Linked DNA regions of Mus musculus: region 1 is linked to region 2. A link is a contact called in public HiChIP or PLAC-seq data. All regions are on one chromosome and are shown on one strand. The core of a region is the stretch at or near the end of the contact, and the rest is flanking DNA. Distances in the headings are between cores, read along the strand shown. Region 1 overlaps Gmeb1 (glucocorticoid modulatory element binding protein 1). Region 2 holds the start of Ythdf2 (YTH N6-methyladenosine RNA binding protein 2).

Region 1 (5,861 bases), core at 2,072-4,571, 35 kb after region 2:
TTGTTTGTTTCTTTTTAATTTGTTTGTTTTTCCCCCCAATGGTGCTTACGGATCCCACATAGAGGCTCAAGCTAAGCATTTTACCCCACCTCTCTCTGCAAGATTTTTTAAATTTTATTTATTTATTTATTTATTTATTTATTTATTTATTATATGTACATGCACTGTAGCTGTCTTCAGACACTCCAGAAGAGGGAGTCAGATGTTGTTACAGATGGTTGTGAGCTACCATGGTTGCTGGGATTTGAACTCAGGACCTTTGGAAGAGCAGTAGGTACTCTTAACAGCTGAGCCAGTTCACCCGCCCCCCCCCCCTTTTTTAAGTATAAAACCATTTAATAGGTTTGAGGCGACATCCATGGAAAGTAAAACATTACTAATTAAGTCCAATCTTATCTTGAGAAAGGGAGAACAGTGGTAGCATGTATAAAACTGGAACTGTTGCTTTAAAAAAGACCGTACCCACTTTATGACAAGTCAGTTTCACTTAAATCAGGACTGCCCAACAAGAACATTGTTAGCCATTCATGATCTGAATTTGGTGTATGAATTAAATTATGGTATACATTAAAAGCCATGAGACAGGTTTTGTAATAAATAAGGCAGAGGAATTACTCATTAGTAGCCTTTTTAAGATAAGCTATTAGGTCTGCCTTTCTCCCTTCTTCTTAATTCCAGTGAAGATCATTTTTGTTCCAGGGATGTACTTTTTGGGATTCTCCAAATACTCCATCAGGGAGGGTGTCCTCTCCCCAGGTGATGCCTTTGTTCTTGTTGGCATCTGTGTAAGAGAATCCAACAGCCTTGCCTGGCTTCCACCCAAGCAGACCATGCAGATTTGGTCCAGTCTTACGCTTGCCTCCCTTTTCCACAGTGTGGCACTGGGCACACTTCTGAACAAAAATCTTCTTGCCTTTTTCAACATCACTCATTTTTAAATTCGATCCGGGCTGGTCAACACCACGAACATTCGGACTCAAAGACAGATGTCCTGCACTCTTGCAGGATTCTTTTTAGACCAAAAAACCCAAACTTTTTGGCTACTATAATATATTGATATTAAGTGATCAAGTTACAGGTCTGCCATCTTTTTGTATGTTTGTTTTTTGGTTTGGTTTTGTATCACTGAGACAAGGTTTCTCAATGAAACCCTGGCTGTCCTGGAACTTGCTCTGTAAACCAGGCTGGCCTCAAACTCCCCAGTGCTAGGATAAAGGGCATGTGCACCCACAACCCAGCTTAGTTGTTTTTTTTAGACAAGAGTTTTTCTATGTAGTCCAAGAGCCTGAAACTCAGAGATGTGCCTGTGTTTGCCTCCTGTGTGCTGGGATTAAAGGTATGCTCCATCATGCCTGCCAAGTCTGCCATCTTAAGTGGCATTATCAGTTGGTACACTGGGTTGGTTGGGACAGAAAATAGGGCACAAAAGACCAGCAAACTCAGGCTGGGGGCCCAGCTCAGCAGTGAACATCCTGCTGGGGGCCCAGCTCAGCAGTGAACATCCTGCTGGGGGCCCAGCTCAGCAGTGAACATCCTGCTGGCTTGGACAGGGTTCTGGGTTTTATCTCCAGAGATTTCACAGCAAAAACATGCACAAACTCACCAACAAGCTGAAGTCAAAGGTACTGGGTAGAATGGCAGAAAGACTTACCAATTCCTTCCTCGATTTTGTGTATTGAGTGGGTCTCTACGGCTACAACTGCTGCGCTATTCTCCGACCCAGCTTCATAAATCCTGTAGTGAAAGTGTCCATCAATAAAAAACTATATAAGTCATGAAAAATTAATATTCATAGTAAGGGGTGAAGACATGTGTTTTAATCAGAAAGGAGTAAAATAAGGGTATTTTCGGCATGACTTTGACAGGTTTCCCATTGTAAACTTCAAGAGGCCCAGACCACTTAGCAGTTACTGCCAGAAGATGAAACAGCTCACCTCACCCCAAGTCAATGAACCCTTCTTACATTGATTCCCTTTGCTACTATGTTCCATGGACCCTCTCCTTCATAACTTTACAGATCTGTGTTACTTATGGGTATAAAACCAGATGATTGCTTATATACATCTACACATGTGTGTATGTGTGTGCACATGCACGCATGTACCTATGGAGAACAGAGGGGATGTCAGATACCGTGGAGCTGGAGTTACAAGTGGTTGTGAGCTGCCTGCCTGATGTGGGTGTTGGGAGCCAAACTTGGGTCCTCTGAAGAGCGACGTGTTCTCTCTACCTGCTGAGCCGTCTCTTCAGCCCTTCCTCAATAACTGGAGGGCAGGTTCTCACCTTCCTTTCGCTGCAGCCTCTGACACAGCTACTAATGCTGTGGGGACCCCAACCATAACATTATTTCCTTGCTGCTTCGTAACTCTAACTTTGCCCCAGGCATGAATCCTAATGTAAATTTCTGTATTTTCTGATGGTCTGAGGCAACCTCTGTGAAAGGGTTGTTCAACCTTCAAAGGGGTCTTGACCGCAGGCTGAGAGCTACTGCTGCAAATGCTCAACACACAGTAAATACTGCTTCAAGTATAGGACAGACCTGTTCATAAAATTCACCTGACTAAAACAGAGCCAGCACACAGCATGAGACAGAAAGTGGCCTGATGACCCAGAAATGGATGGCTCTTGCTGAAATCTGCACATTATAGAGTTGGGGTTTATTTTTTTTTTATAGCCTTTTAGTCTTTCAGAAGCAAATTATTGGCATAAACCAAGTATATAGTAACATGAATCTGCCCCGTGTACCCAGCAATCACCAGAGGTACCACTAAATGGGAGGTTATGCAATCTTCTGACCGTACCACAATGAACACAACCTCTCTCATGTGCTCTTTGAAGCTAATCAGGGTTGTGCCTATGTGGACTTTGATGGAGTCGGTTAGGTAAAGCAGATCTTCCCAAATGTCTCTACATTCAGATGACCTAACATGTCACACGAGTGTCCTTTGTTTCCTCTCTCATCAGTCTTGCGCACTAACCTGAACACACTGGTATCTGAAAGTACCACCGGTACACTGGTCTCTGCAGATGCTGACCCACCACCTGGTGGCACCTCTACTGTGCAGACCTCCCCATTGAATTAATTATGTTTGCAATAATCACCATGCTATTTTTATTCCTGAGCTGAGTATAATGTCACATGTCTGCCATCCCAGCACTTGAGAGGAAGAGGCAGGAAGGGCCAGGAGTTCTAGGTCAACCTGGAATGCAGGATGCTGTTCCAATAAACAAACCCAAACAATACAGAAGCCATTGTCTTACCCCATGCTCTGTCCCTGTCAGGGCTGTCACCCTGCACACTGCATGGGGACTGGGCACTACACTAGACCTCTTCCTCTTTTTCCTGCCTTTGAGTGAAGTGGTGATTGCGTCTATTTCCTTCCCTTTCTTTTGTACAGTGGACGTTAAAATAGACCCTTAGACATGGTAGACAGGCACTCTGTCACTAAACTGCATACCCAGCTCTTCTGCTAGTTTTCCGCTTTGTGCCCTCAGTTCCAACAGCTGTCAAATCTTGCCAGACAGACTCTTTAACTCCAGCCTCGTCCCTGACTCTAACACCACTGCTGCTACTTTGACTCGGGCCTCATTATGTCCAGCCTTGGAAGAGCTTGCCTAGACTCTCATTAATCCTGTATACTCCTACCAGAAAATCATGTGGTTCTCCTCCTTAAAACATTTAAAAATTGGGTTTCTTTGTATTTACAGTTCTAAGGACTAAACCCAGAACCTCTCACGTGCGTCCAGGGTTTTACCCCTCAGCTAAATTGCTATTTATTTTTTTCATCTCTTACTATTTTTTGTTTTTGGTTTATTTTTCGAGACAGGGTTTCTCTGTGTATCTCTGGCTGTCCTGGAACTCACTTTGTAAACCAGGCTGGCCTCGAACTCAGAAATCCGCCTGCCTCTGCCTCCCGAGTGCTGGGATTAAAGGCGTTCACCACCACTGCCCGAATCATCTCTCACTTTTATTTTGAGACATGGTAGTAATGAGTTGCCTAGGCTGGCCTCAAATTCAAGTGATCCTTCTGCCTCAGACTCTACAGTGCTGAAATTACAGGAAGTTCCCTCATCCCCAGCCTCCATTGTTGAGTTTATTTTTTATTTTTGCATTGCTAGGGATAATAGTCATGACTCCTGGAAGTGGCAGCATATGACTTTAATCCCAGGACTGGGGAGGCAGAGACAGGTAGATCTATTTGAGTTCAGGGGCAGCCTGGTCTACAGAGGAGCGCCAGCATGGCTATACAAAGGAACCTTGTCTTAAAAACACACACATACGCGCACGCACGCACGCACGCACACACGAACATCCCAAACCAAAAAAAAACCACCACCACCAAATCCACCTGAGGACCTCACACTTAGAGGCAGCTAGGCAAGCAGTGAACTGACTGAGCTCAGCTCTCCACCTGTCTCAGCAGTTTGCCCATCACTTGGAACTGCCAAAGGGTGGCCCAGCCCCAGGCTGGTGACGATTACTGATGTTGAGAGAGGGTAAGGAGACTCAGAGGAGGAGGAATCAGTCCTTCTCCAGACAGGTATTTACTGGGCTCAGGAGACCAGCAATGCTGCCACGGGCACGATGGGGGAGCTCACTCAGGTAATGGACATCAGCCAGCCTCCACCCTGTGCTCTAAATCACTAGTCTTCGGATAAAATCTGTCATGTTCTTCCTAGTGAGTGTCTTCCTAGTGTGTTACTGACTGTAAAACATATCATTCTGCGCTGATAATTACTTGAACCAAAATGTCAGTCTTCAGCCGGGCGTGGTGGAGGCGCACACCTTTAATCCCAGCACCCGGGAGACAGAGGCAGGTGGATTTCTGAGTTCGAGGCCAGCCTGGTCTACAAAGTGAGTTCCAGGACAGCCAGGGCTACACAGAGAAACCGTGCCTCAAAAAACAAAAAACAAAACAAAACAAAACAAACAAACAAAAAGTCAGTCTTCTCCCTGAGTGATAGTAATTTGTTCCTATAATCCCAGCAGAGGCAGGCTGTAAGTTCAAAGCCAGCCTGGTCTACACACAATGAGAGCTGCAGGACACCCAGGGCTATTACACAAAGTCTGCCTCAAAAAAGTCAGTTATGTCAAGCAGTGTTTCAGGACAGGCAAACTCAGGAGCACACCTGCCCAGGACTCAGTAAGATATTAGCTTCCTTACTTCAGGTGGACTTGTAACAGTCACACGTGACCGTGTTCTCAGCTACCCATAGATTTCAGGTATGGCCTAAGTATATGATGAAGACTCTAAGCTAAGGATCTGGTTATTTTCTATAAAAATCAGTTATTGATTCTGTGCAATGAAAAAGGAGAAGCAAGCCAGGCAGTGCTGGTGTTTAGTGGCAGCACTCAGGAGGCTGAGGCCAGCCTGCTGTACAGAGTGAGCTCCAGGGCAGCTGAGTTCTGAGGTTAAGCCTGCACCAGCCGGTTTTATGTTCCATGTGTTGCCAAAGTGTTTGGATTCTGAATATAATTTTTAATGGTAGTTATAAAACTGTATGAACAAATCAAATTTTAAAATGCTAATTAAGGGCTGGTGAGATGGCTCAGTGGTTAAGAGCGCCAACTGCTCTTCCAAAGGTCCTGAGTTCAAATCCCAGCAACCACATGGTGGCTTACAACCATCCGTAACGAGATCTGACGCCCTCTTCTGGAGTGTCTGAAGACAGCTACAGTGTACTTACATTAAATAAATAAATAAATAAATAAATGCTAATTAAACAATAATAGCAAATGGCTTAGCAGTTAAAAAGAATTAGCTGCTCTTGCAGAGGACTGGGTTCAATTCCCAGCACCCACATGATGGTACACAACTGACACAACTCCAGTCCCAGGAGATCTGACATCCTCACAGACA
Region 2 (5,340 bases), core at 945-3,444:
GGTGGCAATGGGAACTACACTAGAAGGACACACTGATGCATAAGCCCTCTACCTGGCCCTACCTGCAACCGCAATCATTCTTGGTCTGAATGTCAACTGTGTTCAACAGTGTTTTAGCCTCCTTTAACAAACACATTAGCCAAAAGAGCTATGCACAAAGTTGTTCTCTACAGATACTAAACAACCAAAAATCACCATCTAGCGCCCCACTGTCTCACTTTGAAATAGTTTTAATACACAAAGAGCCTCACTGGAGACAAAAGAGAAGTAAGTTTTGTATAGGTGAGGTTCAGGTGATCATTCACTAGAATTTCCTCACTACATTATCATCCCAATTTCCCTAAAAGACAAGGTTTTGTTTTCTTTAGAGCTCAGGCTAAACTCTGGCCAATATTCTTAAGCTGTGCACTAATCCTTTCCTGGCAAACAAGGGGCAATTACTCATGCCAGCATAACAGCTCTTATACAACTCGCGTTATCAGTAATGCAGTCTCAGAGCACATGCTTTGTTGACCACACAGCTTATATCTTTAATGTTTTATATAACAAATTAGTAAGTTGTATTAGGAGTCAGCCACACACACACACACACACACACCCAAACACACCCAAACACAAAAGTGAGACAGGGCAGAGAAAGTCTAACAGTACACTGTCCCCTCAGATAATATAGAACAATTTACTACTCACCGGCCTTGCCTGTGGGCTCAAGTAAGGTTCGAAATCATCATCATTTAGTCCATCCTTTTGATGCACAGAACCATTTTGTACTAGAGGGGAAAAGTTAAATTAGCAATGCCCTGGTCCGAAGAGCTCCCTTCCAAACCCATCCATCAGTTTACATTCACACCAGGAAGAAACCATGCTAGTTCCAAGAGTCACTTGGTTTGAAACTCCGGGGAATAACGATGAGCGCCAGGGCTGAAGCAAGAGCCGGACAGTGAAAAAGAGTCTCCACCCCAGAGCGAGCTGATCTTTTTAAAAGGTCAGTGTATTGGCTCCTTCGAATTTCAATTCCCTCCGGCTTTCTCTCCCCGCTTCCTTCACATGTGAGTGACTTCCAGAAAGTGCTCCACGAGGAGGAAACACAAAGGGCTCCTAAGACCTACGAGAAAACTAAGGACCTGGTGCTTCTCAAAATGCATTCCACCCCCGGCCGCTCATGAATTACTCGTTGTTAACGAAAAAAGCTGCCCGCCAGCTGCAGGGCCACACCAAAAGGGGCGACCGCCCCGCGCGCGGCACCTGCGACCCGAGCGGCTTCGGAAAGGTCCTTTCCCCGGGGCGCGTCCTCGAGCCACCGCCCCCACGGCCCGGCGGACCCCCCTCCCCATCCCGGCCGGCGGCCACCCGGAGGAGCGGGGTCTTACCTTTGTTTCCTTGACCTTTTGGTCTCTGCGAGAGGAGGGGACGTCGCCGAGCAGCAAGTCGTCCGAGAAGAAAACGGAAAAGGAAAGACAAATGAACGCGGGGCCCGAGCAGGGAAGAAAGGAACCGGCCTGGGGGGGACGCGTGGTGAGGGGGAGGCGGGGACGAGCGCTAGGCCGGCGGGGCAGCCCCGGCAGCCCGGCCACCCGGCAGCCACACGAGGGAAAGAGAGGAAACGAGGAAGGGAAGCCCGGGCCGCTACTGGGAGGGAGCGCGGCGCGGCCGGCCCGGCCCGGGGAGGAGCGGGAAGAGCGGGCCGGGCGGGAGACTCAGGGCGCGGCCGGTCTGAGGCCCGAATCCCGAGCCGCGAGAGGCGCCCGCCGCGGCCCGGCCAGGAGCGGCGGGCCCGGGCCTAGTCGGGCCCCGTCTCGCCTCACACAATGGCCGAGACATGCGGGCTGGGCCTGTACCTGCTCCAAGAGGCTGCTGGCCGACATGGCTCTCGGATCCTCACGGGGAACGACGGCGGCGGACTCCTCGTCGGGACAGCGGCGGCGGCGGATGAGCCCCGACGACGGGAGCAGAGGGTGCGGCGGCGGCTTTTGTCCCTGACACTCGGAGCCTCGCCTCGGCGGACGCAGCAGAGACACAGCGCGCGACTCGGGCTCCGGCTCCGATCCGGCGACGCTCTAGGCCGCCGAGCTCAACGCCCGTCTCTATGCTCCGGAGCGCGCGCCCGCCCCCTCGCAGCCCGAATGGGGGAGGCCGAGCGGCAGAGGCGGGCGGCGCGCGCGGCGCGAGCGCTGACTCTCACAGTCGCTGACCCACGCGGAAGGGCCCGGCGCGAAGCATCTCGGGAAGGGAGAGCCGCGCCCGTGGCGCCCTCTGCTGGGCTGGAGGAGCGGAAGCGGTGCGCGCGCGGTCTCCCCGCCCCCACCGCCGCCGCTTTGGGCCTAGGAGCCCTGGGTGGCACCGGGGGTCACCACTGGAGTTTTTTGGCAAACACCTAGAGAATAATTGTTTTGTCTTAAGAAAACACGCAGAAGCCCCTTTCTTAATGGGGCAGAGGCTTCTACTCTGTGTAGGACTTGAGCCCTAACTCATAACTGCATTTGATAACTCTCCCCCAATTTGAAAAGGAACCAGAAGAGAGGTCCTAAGAGCTCACAGGGAAAACTTCATGGAGGTCGGCCCAGAAGACACCCGCGCCCTTCCTTAAGACTATTGTCACCTTCCTTCCTCAGGGACTTGAAAAAAACACCCAGGAGCAGTACTTCCACTAAATATTAAAAAGCCGGCCCTCACTGCCCTGCACACAAGACATTTACCCCTTTGACTTTTGAGGGAGAAAAATATACACTCTCTTTTTTTCAGAGAAGTCAGTGACCCCAAAATAATCTAGTAAACTCTGGACTTTATTCCCAAGAAAAAGACACCTCACCCGTATGCACAGTGTCACACACACTTTCTTGAAGTCTGTTGGACCCTAAGAGGAAATATTCGTGATCTAAGGACTGGAAAATGAACGCTATTCCAGTATGTGCTGTGTGCAGGGCTTTGTCATTAAGTGCTTTCTGACACATTAAATTTAAAGACTTTCAACAAGTTCAAAGTGCCTATCAAACAATGTTACAGCTGGGAAAAGGGAGATTAAGCATGCTGCCAAAGTTATCAAGTTATTAAATAGATCTGTGCTTTTGACACAAAGAACAACATAATATCATTCTTCAACAGCTAGAAAAGAAATCCTGTATTCATGAGCTAAGATTCACTGGAGAGCCAAAGGATGAGCAAAGGCAGGTTTTTTTTTGTTTGTAGGGTTTTTTGTTTGTGTTTTGAGACAGGGTGCCTCTAGCTGTCCTCAAACTCACTAGGTAGACCAGGCTAGCCTTGAACTCAGAATTCTGCCTGCCTCTGCCTCCTAAATGCTGTTATCAAAGGCATGCACCACCAAAGGCATTTTTAATTTAAAAAAAAAAAAATCACGAGCTGGGCGTAGTGGTGCATGCCTTTAGTCCCAGCACTCGGGAGGCAGAGGCAGGCAGATTTCTGAGTTCGAGGCCAGCCCGGTCTACAAAGTGAGTGCCAGGACAGCCAGGGCTACACAGAGAAACCCTGTCTCAAAAAACAAACAAACAAACAAAAAAAAAATCACTCTGGACAAGGATATTTAGTAGTAGGTTTTGCTATTGCAAATGGTAGACACCTGAGCAATGCACTATTGTTAACCTAATGCCATCTGCTTGCTAGATAGAGAAGGTTTGGATTTGACAGATTCAGGAGGAAAAAGCCAAGACTCTTGGATTTTACTTTGTAAACCGCTCAAAGTAAGTGCAAAGCATTTCTTGTCTGCTTATACTCACATTTATGGCTTAAGTGAATAAGATCAGACACCAAAGTTAAAGAACTCTTAGTAAAATGTCACATCTCAGGGTGGAGAGCCCATTAATTGAATGAGAGAAGCCTAGTAATGGTTTTTTTATGAAAGATAATTAGCCAGTCAACCTCATGGCTCAGCTTTGTATATAAACTGTATCAGCAATTGCTTGCATTTAGAGACAGCTTGATTTTGTAAAAAGAGAATTAGACTAGACATCATCTCCTGAGAACGAGAGAGAGTCTAAACACTGGTCTCCCGAGTCCAGGTACAACACTAGGAAAATTATTACACCTGTCTCAGATTCCCTCCCTTAAGACAGAGGATAATACCACCTGCCTAACAAGTTTCTCACAAAAATAAAGGTTAAAAAAAAGAAGAAAGAAAGAAAGGAGCCAGGCGTGGTGGCGCTCGCCTTTAATCCCAGCACTCGGGAGGCAGAGGCAGGTGAATTTCTGAGTTCAAGGCCAGCCTGGTCTAAAAGTGAGTGCCAGGACAGCCAGGGCTATACAGAGAAACCCTATCTTGAACCCCCCCCCCCAAAAAAAAAGAAAGAAAGGAAGGAAGGAAGGAAGGAAGAAAGGAATAAGTTGAAAACATTAGAAAATGGTGGGTATGCTGTGGGTTCCTTTCGTGTGATCTTCTTAAGAGATGGGGGAGGGAGGAGTGCTTCTGACAGTTTCTTCAGCTACAGGGAGCCTTGATTAGCTCCTGTGCGATCACCTTTTCTGCAGGAGTTCCCAGTTAAACGCTAAAATATCCTTGTGGGGAAGGGTAATGCTAACCCTGGGTTCGTTTACCAAATTGGTTTCACAGACTCCTAAATAAACAGAACATACCAAACTGATATGTGTAATCCCTGGGAAGCAGGAAGGGAAGGCTGGAGTGGATGATAGTATTTTAGGGCTTAGAGACTATTATATGGGAACTGAGTTGAGGTTCTAGTCCAGGGTCTGCCACTGGAGCCTCTTAACAGCACCTACAGAGCGCTAAGCAATGTGCTAGGGAGAAAGGCTTACAGTTCACTTTCCCTTGGAGTTTATAGACTCGTTAAGGACATTGAGAGCATGCAAAGAGTTATTCAAAGTGACTCAATTATCACTGTGCAAAGTGCAATGAGGAAGTAGAGGCAGGTGACCTCTTCAGAAGAGCATGGAAGTGTTCACTGAGGAGTGAGCTGTAGCCCAGGCAGACTTGAAGGACCATGAGTTATTAACCAGACAAGGAAGGAAGCTAGCAAGAACACGATATGCAAAGACCGTAAATGAGGAAGAGGCAGGCACCAGTAGGGACTGATAAGAGGTTGCCATAGCTGGCTCATGCCAAGAGGGAGGGTGGCACCACATGAGACTGGAGAAGTAAGCAAGAAAAACTGTAAGGACCTCGTTCTTTTGCTACAAATTTTGGTCTGCCAATAAAAGGTTAAAAGTATAGTAAGTCCCAGTGCACTGTGGGAAAAGATTAGGGATTAGAAGATCATGACACTAAATCTAGGCCAAAAATAATGGCAGCAAATCTAGTATAAACTGACCTGTAGCCACAACAGAGGTCTAACCAGTCATGGTGGAGGTAGGAGGCAGGATACCTTCAAGGGC

Evidence for each region. HiChIP or PLAC-seq counts read pairs in DNA pulled down with a chosen protein or histone mark.
Region 1: a contact with region 2 is called in an H3K27ac HiChIP or PLAC-seq map of microglia, with 4 times the contacts expected there. The contact joins the enhancer-like site here to the promoter of Ythdf2 in region 2. A contact is called at or near these places in 12 of 39 promoter capture datasets (the 3T3-L1 cell line, embryonic stem cells, erythroid cells and 5 more), 88 of 484 Hi-C or Micro-C datasets (the 63-12 cell line, the AML12 cell line, B cells and 61 more), 14 of 115 datasets of contacts at active chromatin or transcription factors (the 230-238 cell line, CD4 single positive thymocytes, CD8 T cells and 8 more) and 6 of 9 other capture datasets (adipose tissue, embryonic stem cells, embryonic tail and 3 more).

The regions. Positions count from the first base shown.
Region 1 is chr4:132,244,335-132,250,195 of GRCm38.p6, forward strand. Gmeb1 (glucocorticoid modulatory element binding protein 1) reads right to left here. Exons shown (of 10, transcript NM_020273.2): 3 at 1,652-1,734. It also overlaps the pseudogene Gm13252. Among named protein-coding and RNA genes, the nearest start is that of Gm28874, 7.8 kb to the right of the region's middle. Within about 2 kb of position 3,322, at least 73 of the 459 cell types and tissues checked have an H3K27ac peak or open chromatin away from gene starts, as enhancers often do. A contact at or near this core is called in CD4 single positive thymocytes, ECoMG myeloid progenitors, the HPC-7 cell line and 12 more, where this site is marked.
Region 2 is chr4:132,210,062-132,215,401 of GRCm38.p6, forward strand. Ythdf2 (YTH N6-methyladenosine RNA binding protein 2) reads right to left here and starts at 2,195. Exons shown (of 5, transcript NM_145393.4): 1 at 1,839-2,195; 2 at 1,371-1,395; 3 at 691-770. The coding sequence starts at 1,865.